2 separate regions of the Hordeum vulgare genome follow, and region 2 is linked to region 1. The links are chromatin contacts, called in public Hi-C maps. All regions are on one chromosome and are shown on one strand. The core of a region is the stretch at or near the end of the contact, and the rest is flanking DNA. Distances in the headings are between cores, read along the strand shown.

What was found. A called contact is a pair of places that touch in the nucleus more often than the background predicts.
Region 2: a Hi-C map of leaf shows a contact between it and region 1, with 7 times the contacts expected there. The contact joins the promoter of LOC123426501 here to the promoter of LOC123426499 in region 1. A contact is called at or near these places in 5 of 6 Hi-C or Micro-C datasets (leaf and seedling) and 1 of 1 datasets of contacts at active chromatin or transcription factors (embryo).

The regions. Positions count from the first base shown.
Region 1 is chr2H:424,696,876-424,702,345 of MorexV3_pseudomolecules_assembly, reverse strand. LOC123426499 (TBC domain-containing protein C1952.17c-like) reads right to left here and starts at 2,186. Exons shown (of 9, transcript XM_045110340.1): 1 at 1,764-2,186; 2 at 1,574-1,666; 3 at 553-657. The coding sequence starts at 2,066.
Region 2 is chr2H:424,962,075-424,967,544 of MorexV3_pseudomolecules_assembly, reverse strand. LOC123426501 (ankyrin repeat and SAM domain-containing protein 6-like) reads right to left here and starts at 2,990. Exons shown (of 6, transcript XM_045110342.1): 1 at 2,715-2,990; 2 at 1,739-1,800; 3 at 1,378-1,649. The coding sequence starts at 2,839.

The sequences.
Region 1 (5,470 bases), core at 937-3,436:
GGGTGGGGTTCTGTAATTATAGATCATGCTAGCCGAAGGCTAGCGTTTTCTAGTCAAGTCTCAAATATTCCATACGGTCTACTTTATCTGTCGTTTTAGATAACCCATCTCTTTACACCAGTATGAATCAGCATTTAATTCAGGTATTGGAGGAAAATGCCATCTCGACAATAAAAATATCTGCCATTTGCAAGCCAAAACAAACTTGCTAAATATCATCTATTTTTTACCGATTGTAGCACATGGTTAGGAGGGAACAATTGTGGCAGACAGCATGAGGTGGCTGTCTAGCAGCCTGTCACCAAAACCAACAAAATCATAAGATGTTAAAGGAGTATTTCATGCCCGTAACTGATTTGGATTTATTTTCTTTCAATATATAGCCACCAACACCAGTGATCTCCTAGCCCTCCTAGGGGAGTGTTCTTCAATCCAGTTAAACACATAGTAAGTGGTGAACAACTATAGAACTCATGCATCTGCAATGGTAAAGAACTACAGAACGCATGCATCTGCGATGGTAAAGGGCTTACAACGCAATGTGAAACTTACAGGGTTAACCAGAAGCTCATCTTTGAAAGCACTGTACTGTGACCGTTTTTTTTCCAGTTCATACGCCCACAGAGCATGATCCATTGGCAAGTACCCCAAGAGAAGCTGCTAACTATCAAGAAAGTCAAATAAATTTGTAACATATTATAAGAAGGAAAAAAATATCAACCACACCAGCAGACTAAATTCACAATATCGATTTTACCTCAAATACTTGCCATTTGTTCAACAGTTTCTTCTAATCTAAACCTATAACAGTAGCTACTCTCAAACCTCTAGATAAAAATTGGAGCATGGTTCCAAATTATGATATGCAATGAAATAAATTCATAAAAATAGCAAAGAAATGCAAAACAGAAGGAAAAACTACAGACTCATTTATTTTTGCTCCTGGGAAGATCTCGACAAGCTTGAGAATATATTTTTCCCTAGTTGAGAACTTGGCATCAGAAGTCTATTCATGAACCAATCTAGAATATTTGAAAACCATGTTCTATTTGTGAATCAATTGTTCAAGGACTTATTCATGGAATATAAGTAAATTCCATGAGCGCTTCATGAAATATGCGAGTCCATGGTGAAGTAAGCATAAATGTTCATATTTCATTACAAATGATGCATAAGTTTCAAGACCAATCACATGAAGGTATTTTTTTTGTCATAAATCTAATGTGTGGCATTCCGACCAAACGATACTACCCTCATTTAGATGAACCAAGCATGGCAGCCCCATCCTAGACTCAATTGGGGCATCATGCCATATATGGAATCAACAAAGATCATACGAGGCCATCAACAAGCATCAGGGCTTAAAAATGTACTTCCTCTATACCTAAATAATTGTAGTTGGGGAGAACTACGATTATTTAGGTACAGAGGGAGTAACTCTTAAACTTTCTTGCCAATGTCATGTCATATCACTAGTATGTGAACGAGAGAGCAAACACTTGGCCAGACCCAAGCAAACTGCACAAACACATAGGGAAAAAATGATACGAAGAAAATGGGAGAATTCCCAGACCTTCCAGACAACAGGCCGCAGGGCGGGGTCGTCTGGCACGCCCTGGCACGCGAGCCTCCGCAGCTCTGCCAGATCCACCACCTTCCTTTCCAGCTACACGCAGCGATACACAAGGAAACGAACGAACAAGTTACAAACCAAAGCTAAACAGCGAAGTCCCGTGACTCGACCGGGAGAGGCCAACACTCACCGCCGCTTTGAAGTCCGCGACGAGGTGGGTCCGGGAGGAGGTGGCCGCGCCATCGTCCACGCCGACGCTGTCGGAGTCGGAGTCAGAGCTTGCACCGTCGCGCCGCGCGGGTTGACGAGGGGGCGGCGGGGTCGGATCGAGCTGCGGCTTGGGAGGGGGAGGGGGGGGAGGGGAGGGGGCGCGGGGAGGGGAGCGGTGGCGCGGGGTAGGGGCAGGGGTGGACCAGATCGGGCTGTTGAGCCAGTCCGGGACTGCCTTCTGCCTGGGTGTCGATGTGGGGTTTGGGTTGGCGCCGTCGGCCATGGCGGCTGCTGAGGCCGGGGGAGATGGTGCCGGTGGCGGCGATGGGTTTAGGAGTTGGGAATGGGGAGGAGTCCCCCGGATCGGAGGGGACGGGTGGGTTGGACTTGGACCGGTCGGTGCCTCGGTGTTCTTCTCTTCTCCAGCTTTCTTTTCCTCTTTTTTTTCTTTTTTTCTTTTGAGGAGAAAGCTGCTGCTTGGCTGACATTCAGTCACCTGGTGTTTTAATGTTTTCATGAGTACTAATTGTTAGGAATTAATTAAATACATTAATTAAGGGATAATCTCTGCTATGTCGGTTGCTTTAGTTTAGCAACTGCTCCTTGTAACCGTCTTTGTACTGGGGTATATATACCCACATCTTCAATCAATGAGACAGCGATTTCATCATTTGCTCTTCATCTCTTCTTCTACTCTTCACACGTTAACTGTTGGGGAACGTCGCATGGGAAACAAAAAATTTCCTACGCGCACGAAGACCTATCATGGTGATGTCCATCTACGAGAGGGGATGAGTGATCTACGTACCCTTGTAGACCGTACAGCAGAAGCGTTAGTGAACGCGGTTGATGTAGTGAAACGTCCTCACGTCCCTCGATCCGCCCCGCGAACCGTCCCGCGATCAGTCCCGCGATCTAGTGCCGAACGGACGGCACCTCCGCGTTCAGCACACGTACAACTCGACGATGATCTCGGCCTTCTTGATCCAGCAAGAGAGACTGAGAGGTAGAAGAGTTCTCCGGCAGCGTGACGGCGCTCCGGAGGTTGGTGATGATCTTGTCTCAGCAGGGCTCCGCCCGAGCTCCGCAGAAACGCGATCTAGAGGAAAAACCGTGGAGGTATGTGGTCGGGCTGCCGTGGAAAAGTCATCTCAAATCAGCCCTAAAACCTCCGTATATATAGGTGGGAGAGGGGAGACCTTGCCTTGGGGCTCAAGGAGCCCCAAGGGGCTCGACCGAGCCAAAGGGGGGAAGGACTCCCCCCCAAACCGAGTCCTACTTGGTTTGGTGGGTGGAGTCCTTCTTTCCTTTCCCACCTCCTCCTTTTTTTTTCTCTTTGATTTTTCTTCCAATGCGCATAGGGCCCTTTTAGGCTGTCCCACCAGCCCACCAAGGGCTGGTGCGCCACCCTCAAGGCCTATGGGCTTCCCCGGGGTGGGTTGCCCCCCCGGTGAACTCCCGGAACCCATTCGTCATTCCCGGTACATTCCCGGTAACTCCGAAAACCTTCCGGTAATCAAATGAGGTCATCCTGTATATCAATCTTCGTTTCCGGACCATTCCGGAAACCCTCGTGATGTCCGTGATCTCATCCGGGACTCCGAACAACATTCGGTAACCAACCATATAACTCAAATACGCATAATGCGGGTTCGAGAACTATGTAGACATGACCCGAGAGACTCCTCGGTCAATATCCAATAGCGGGACCTGGATGCCCATATTGGATCCTACATATTCTACGAAGATCTTATCGTTTGAACCTCAGTGCCAAGGATTCATATAATCCCGTATGTCATTCCCTTCGTCCTTCGGTATGTTACTTGCCCGAGATTCGATCGTCAGTATCCGCATACCTATTTCAATCTCGTTCACCGGCAAGTCTCTTTACTCGTTCCGTAATACAAGATCACGCAACTTACACTAAGTTACATTGCTTGCAAGGCTTGTGTGTGATGTTGTATTACCGAGTGGGCCCGAGATACCTCTCCGTCACACGGAGTGACAAATCCCAGTCTTGATCCATACTAACTCAACGAACACCTTCGGAGATACCTGTAGAGCATCTTTATAGTCACCCAGTTACGTTGCGACGTTTGATACACATAAAGTATTCCTCCGGTGTTAGTTTGTTATATGATCTCATGGTCATAGGAACAAATACTTGACACGCAGAAAACAGTAGCAACAAAATGACACGATCAACATGCTACGTCTATTAGTTTGGGTCTAGTCCATCACGTGATTCTCCTAATGACGTGATCCAGTTATCAAGCAACAACACCTTGTTCATAATCAGAAGACACTGACTATCTTTGATCAACTGGCTAGCCAACTAGAGGCTTGCTAGGGACAGTGTTTTGTCTATGTATCCACACATGTAAATGAGTCTTCATTCAATACAATTATAGCATGGATAATAAACGATTATCTTGATACAGGAATTATAATAATAACTATATTTATTATTGCCTCTAGGGCATAATTCCAACAGTCTCCCACTTGCACTAGAGTCAATAATCTAGCCCTCACATCATCATGTGAATTACATTGTAATAAATCTAACACCCATACAGTTCTGGTGTTGATCATGCTTTGGCCGTGGAAGAGGTTTAGTCAGCGGGTCTGCTACATTCAGATCCGTGTGCACTTTGCATATATTTACGTCCTCCCCTTCGACGTAGTCGCGGATGAGGTTGAAGCGTCGTTTGATGTGTCTGGACTTCTTGTGAAACCGTGGTTCCTTTGCTAAGGCAATGGCACCCGTGTTGTCACAGAACAAGGTTATTGGATTGAGTGCGCTTGGCACCACTCCAAGATCCGTCATGAACTGCTTCATCCAGACACCCTCCTTCGCCGCCTCCGAGGCAGCCATGTACTCCGCTTCACATGTAGAATCTGCTACGACGCTTTGCTTGGAACTGCACCACCTTACCGCACCCCCATTAAGAATAAATACGTATCCGGTTTGCGACTTAGAGTCGCCCGGATCTGTGTCAAAGCTTGCATCGACGTAACCTTTTACGGCGAGCTTTTCGTCACCTCCATACACGAGAAACATCTCCTTAGTCCTTTTCGGGTACTTCAGGATAGTCTTGACCGCCGTCCAGTGATCCACTCCTGGATTACTCTGGAACCTACCTGCCATACTTATGGCCAGGCTAACGTCCGGTCTAGTACACATCATTGCATACATGATAGAGCCTATGGCTGAAGCATAGGGGACGGAGCGCATATGCTCTCTATCCTCATCAGTTGCTGGGCACTGAGTCTTACTCAATCTCGTACCTTGTAAAACTGGCAAGAACCCCTTCTTGGACTGTTCCATTTTGAACCTCTTCAAAACTTTATCAAGGTATGTGCTTTGTGAAAGTCCTATCAGGCGTTTTGATCTATCCCTATATATCTTAATGCCTAGAATGTAAGCAGCTTCTCCCAGGTCCTTCATAGAGAAACTTTTATTCAAGTAATCCTTTATGCTCTCCAAAAACTCTACGTTGTTTCCAATCAACAATATGTCATCCACATATAATATTAGAAACGCCACAGAGCTCCCACTCACTTTCTTGTAAATACAAGATTCTCCAACCACTTGTATAAACCCAAATGCTTTGATCACCTCATCAAAGCGTTTGTTCCAACTCCGAGATGCTTGCACCAGTCCATAAATGGATCGCTGAAGCTTGC
Region 2 (5,470 bases), core at 1,741-4,240, 260 kb before region 1:
TATAAGTTCCAAAAGAAAATATGTTAGATCAGAAAGCAAAACAAGCCAGAAAGTATATTTGAAAAAAATGTTATACCACACATTCCCAAATAAGCAAGCTAACTAACGAGCTACATCATGTACATTTGAAGTTTTATATAACGTGTTCCACATTGAACTCTCTAGTCTTAACCTATATATAACAACACCAGAATTGTAGCAAACTAGAGACGTGGTAATAGTTAATTGTACACACTCCCAAGCCAAAGATGAGTAATTTCAATATACGTTGCCAAGGGACAACTAAAGGAGATAACCCTGTGGTAAAAGGTACCTACTACCAAGGCAACATCCAACATTCAGCAACCCATTGTCGGTTAACTAGGGCAGAGGTTTTGAACAGAACGATTCAGCAGACCCTCATCATGAGTTCTTCATACTGAAGTGTAGCATGACCACTTGACAAATGATAGAGCCAAATGTGATTGTTGCTTTCTTGGAAGCATAACAAAGTGTAAAGCACCATTATCCCTTCATTAAAAGCTTGTATTATGGAAACCAGACTATATAAACACACAAGTTCAGGTGCACATTCGCCTATAGCAAATCCTGCTTCCAGGAGGCACCAAACTTCCACAGGATCCAGCTATAGAAGTACATATGCTTACATGACAGTGGCTAATGGGATTTCTCAAAATTCTATCAAGGTCAGCATACGTGATCCGAGGGAAATGCTGAAAATGCACAATAGGCCATCCTAGTTATCTATGTAGGAAAAGAGGCTGTTCTTTGGGAATGAAATGCTAACGAGAGAGCTTAAACTAAAACACACACACAACAGGCTATCCTAGTAATCTACTCCCTCCGTTCCGAAATATAAGTCTTTTAAGCGATTTTACTAGGCGTCTATATACGGAGCAAAATGATTGAATCTACACTCTAAAGTATGTCTATATACATCCGTATGTAGTCCACTAGTGGAACCTCTAAAAAGACTTATATTTAGAAACGGAGGGAGTATGTAGGAAGAGTGACTGTTCTTTGGGAATGAAATGCTAATGAGAGAGCTTAAACTAAAACACACACACACACAAACTCGTTAATAAATAAAAGCTCAAACCTATGTAATGCAGACAAATATATCACCAGGATCAAGTGTTAATGATGTTCTGTATGGAATAGAAAAACATAGTAAGCTAAGCAAAAATAGCAACATAACATTATCCAAAAGAGTTACGATAAATTTCATGCTTGGCACCAATTATACAGGCCAGTTCCAGCAATTGATCCTTCAAGCTAATCAACCACCAAATAAAGCCTAGCATCAAATGACAAACTCTGGCACATGTGGAAAGCAAGAAGCTCAAAAACTCTGTGTATTACCAACAGATTCCATACCTTTGGCTGAGAACTCTTCTTGGATGATGATGGTTTTGATACTTTCTTACTTTGGCGGACAGGCCTTTCATCAGCATTTTCACGCCTTGTGACTTTCACGACCTCTGATACCGGTTTCCTCTTTTGAGGGTCAACATTTGATGGTTGTGCGTGCATTGTTCCAGATAACATCTCACGTAGATCACGTACCCCGGAACCCTTTTGGCCAGCAAACCCTTGTTGAGAGCTTTTCCTCTGAAGCTTGAATCGCAAATCCCGTGGATCGGCTGATCCTTAAGTGCAGACAGATAAAGTTAAAATGGGACCAAAATAAAAGGTAGCTTGCCTTACTTAATTTAAGATACATCAACATATAGATTACTTGAAGCTGATTCATCATCCCGGTAAAGATCATGCTTCCATTTATCATCAGTTTGTCGTTGCCTACAGGTAGTATACGTCAAGATAATCAATACTCGTGAAATTTGCTAGTCTAGTGAAGTGGGGAAACATGAACAGTACAATGCTCACATGAACTATAGATCCCTTAATAACTGAAACCATGCATGCTAGCAAAGAGCATTGATCTTTCTTTTACAAGCAGGCTTAAACACATCAAGGCTCATGCAGCAAGCTTTACACAGGACGAGTTTATACATGAGGATAGAAGTGAACCAACATGTTATTCACCCTCAATACTTTCAGACTAGAATGTAGGACTGGTTTGTTTAGAAATAACAAACTATCTATCAAATAATCAATAGCAATGCATTGGTGATTGATTCTACAATAGTTCATACCTCAGTTACATAAGCTACTGCTAGATTTAGTAAAACACTGTGTCCAAGGTTTCATCATTAGCTTCTATAGCTCACATAAGCGTTATCCAAGCTCATTCTATAGTCCACACCATGATACTAACCTTATGGAATCACAAATCCTCAGGTAAAACAGTAAAGCAAGCGCTTGACAACAACAAAAAGAAGGATTACCCAGAAACTTAAAGCTGCAATTCCCATGTTATTCTGCATAATGACATAGCATCCAAAAGATCAATTCATGATATATGCCGTGCTGAATCATTGAATCTGACACCACAATTCCCATCGCTCAGACAAACGACACACGTCACGCAGCTCAAAGCTCGTCCCTACTCTCCAGCACCTAAATTCTAACATGAACGAAGCCATGGAATCTAGGGGCGGCGCCTTCAGCCCGAGCAACCTAAAATAACGCCCTAATTTCCACCATCCCTTAGCACATAGGAGCGCACAGAGCGAGAAGCCCTGAGCTAAGGTTACAGATGGAGCCGTATCAACGATATGGAAGGAGCGGGTGGGAGCGGAGCTTAAGCTGACCTCTTGGACAGCGCGTTACGAGCCCGGCCGGTGGAGTCCGCGCCGCCGCGGCCGGAGGGGAGGTCGGCGTCAAGGCGGTCGTGGATGGAGCGCTTGCGGCCGGTGGAGATCTGGTCCGCATACATCTCTGTCCCTGTTCCTACCTGCGAGGGGAGGGTAATTGGTCTAGGGTTTCGACTTTCGAGCCGACACGAGATGAGGGAGGGAAGAGAAAGGAGGAGGGACGGTGGAGAGGCGGAGGAGATGAACGAACGGAGGCAAATGGCCGGTGGGGCTGGGATGCGGGACCCAGCTGTCTGTGCACGGTTTATTGGAGAACGATGGCTTTTTGACGCTTGAGAGTCTAGCTCAACGGGAAAAAAAATACAGGCCTCTATCTCAGTAAACATGGATCAAGACCCAAAGGTCACGTCCTTCATTTCAGCACATCGCGATATCCATGTCACCGTTTATCCTGTTTCGCGTCTTCGTTGATAATGATTGTGATGTTTATCTAATCACAATATGTAAAAACATGATTAACCCAAACACAACAAGCTCAACCACCGCACGATACACTTGTCATTCAACCATGCCAAAGTAAGGTAATGTTGAATATTTTCAAAATTTTACGTGTAGAAGACTAACGTCTTGCTTACCTTGAAATTTGGATGGATGGACAAATCCAAACCGCTACGCGGGCTGTAATCGGGTGGACGCTATTGCTGGTTGTGTACGACCTTGCAGCCACATGGCAGAGGGATGACGTTGTCAGTCTGGTGGCATTCATGCCAAGACGTCAGCGAGCCGCTCTAAACACCCGCTGCAAGGTCATTTTCCTCGCTCTACTCATCAGGAAACGCCGACAGAGCTGAGCCGATGTGGCTATGAACGGACCTCGCAATAGATTGGTAGCGGGCGAGGGTGGCAGTGGTGCGGTAAGGACGTGGAGACTCATGGCTAGGTAGGAGAGAAGGTCAAGGTTTGGGCTTTATCGTCGGTCTCGGCACACCTCTTCCTCCATGGAAGCCATGTCGGCTAGCCATGCTTCCATGCTCTCCGTGTTCGAAATCGATCAGTGCACGGATACCCAAATGAATTATCTCGTTGGATTGTCGTGAGATCACTAACCTCATTCAACGGTTGCGTCTGCTGCTCCTCCGTCACGTGGCATATTCATGAAAGAGCTTAGGAAAGGTTCGACTTTGACGAGAGTCTAGATCGAGATCCATAAAAAAGATGTACAAACAAAGATTCTAGTATCGTATGACGTATGAACAAAACACGGACACATGCATATTATAGGACGGCTTGATCAACAAGGCCGCAACCCGGCACTTGCGTGTCTCCACGTTTGATCGTTGATCGTAAGCGTGGTATCCCCTTATTTATGGAGCATAGCAAACATGTAGAAAAGTTACATGCCATCATAGGATTTTGATCTCGTATATATGTGATGTATGAAGCAAAAAAAATCATAGAGAGTGGATTGATGCTCAAAAAGGTTAGGGGTTTTAGTGCAAAAGTGCTTGAGGAATAAGAATATTACCTTCCTTTTTGAATTGTTTAGACTGCTATAATTATTATTAAAAGTTAGACATATAAAAAACAAAGTTTTTTTACTTATGGGTGATAAAGTGGATAACTTACTAGAACTGTACGAACAACTTAGAGTTTGACTATTCGTCACCTTAGGTGAGGAATAATTATCTTCACCCCCTTCTATATTAACTTTAATTCAATATAATTTATATTTTGTAAAAAATTTATTATTTTATACGTAAAAAAAATACCGTAAGTAAATATACAATCACCCTAAAAGATATTTTATGTCTCGTAAAATTACAAACATAAAAACATAACGTAAAATATACATAAAATGCATTCTTTGTGGTCTTGTGGCCTATGTATTTGTTTTCTTGTGTCAAATTTTACGTCGTAAATCAATATAAATGTAACTATTTGTATTTTAAATAAAAATTATTTAAAAACAATCATAAAATTATCTCGTGTGAATAATAACTTATTCTGCACCATGGGTGATGAATAAGTTATTCTTCACCCGAGGTACTTTACGATATATATATATATATATATATTCATCACCCGAGGTAATCTTACAATCATTTTATAATTAAATTACATTTAAAATGCAAATATTTACATTTATACTAGTTCACTACGTAAAGTTTGACATAAGAAAACAAAAATATAGGTCATAAGACCAGAAAAACGCATTTTATGTATATTTTACACTATTTTTTATGTTTGTTATTTTACATAACATAAAATATTTTTATGGTGTCTATATATTTTACTATGGTCTTTTTTTACATATGAAATAAGATAAAATTTACGGAACGTAAAATTACGATGCATTGATATGAAAATAGAGGGGGTGAAGAATAACTATTCCTCACCCAGAGTGACGAATAGTCAATCCATATATATATATATATATATATATATATATATATATATATATATATATATATATATATATATATATAATCAACAATGGAAATATAGAATTTGCATAATATTAAGCCGGCTTGGAGGCTCGGCATAGGACCGGCATTCGAGGCTCGGGTCTTGCTTCAATGAAGCTAGCGTGATAGCCTATGGTTCATCCTCGCTTTTTGTAAGCCTTCTCTTACGTGACTTAAGCCGGTGTTTTAACCTTAACAAGTTCACGGTCAACATGGATTGACTTATTCAGAGTACACCGGGTCACCTTTTTGGAGTAGCATCAAGCAAACAGATAGGTATAACCAAGC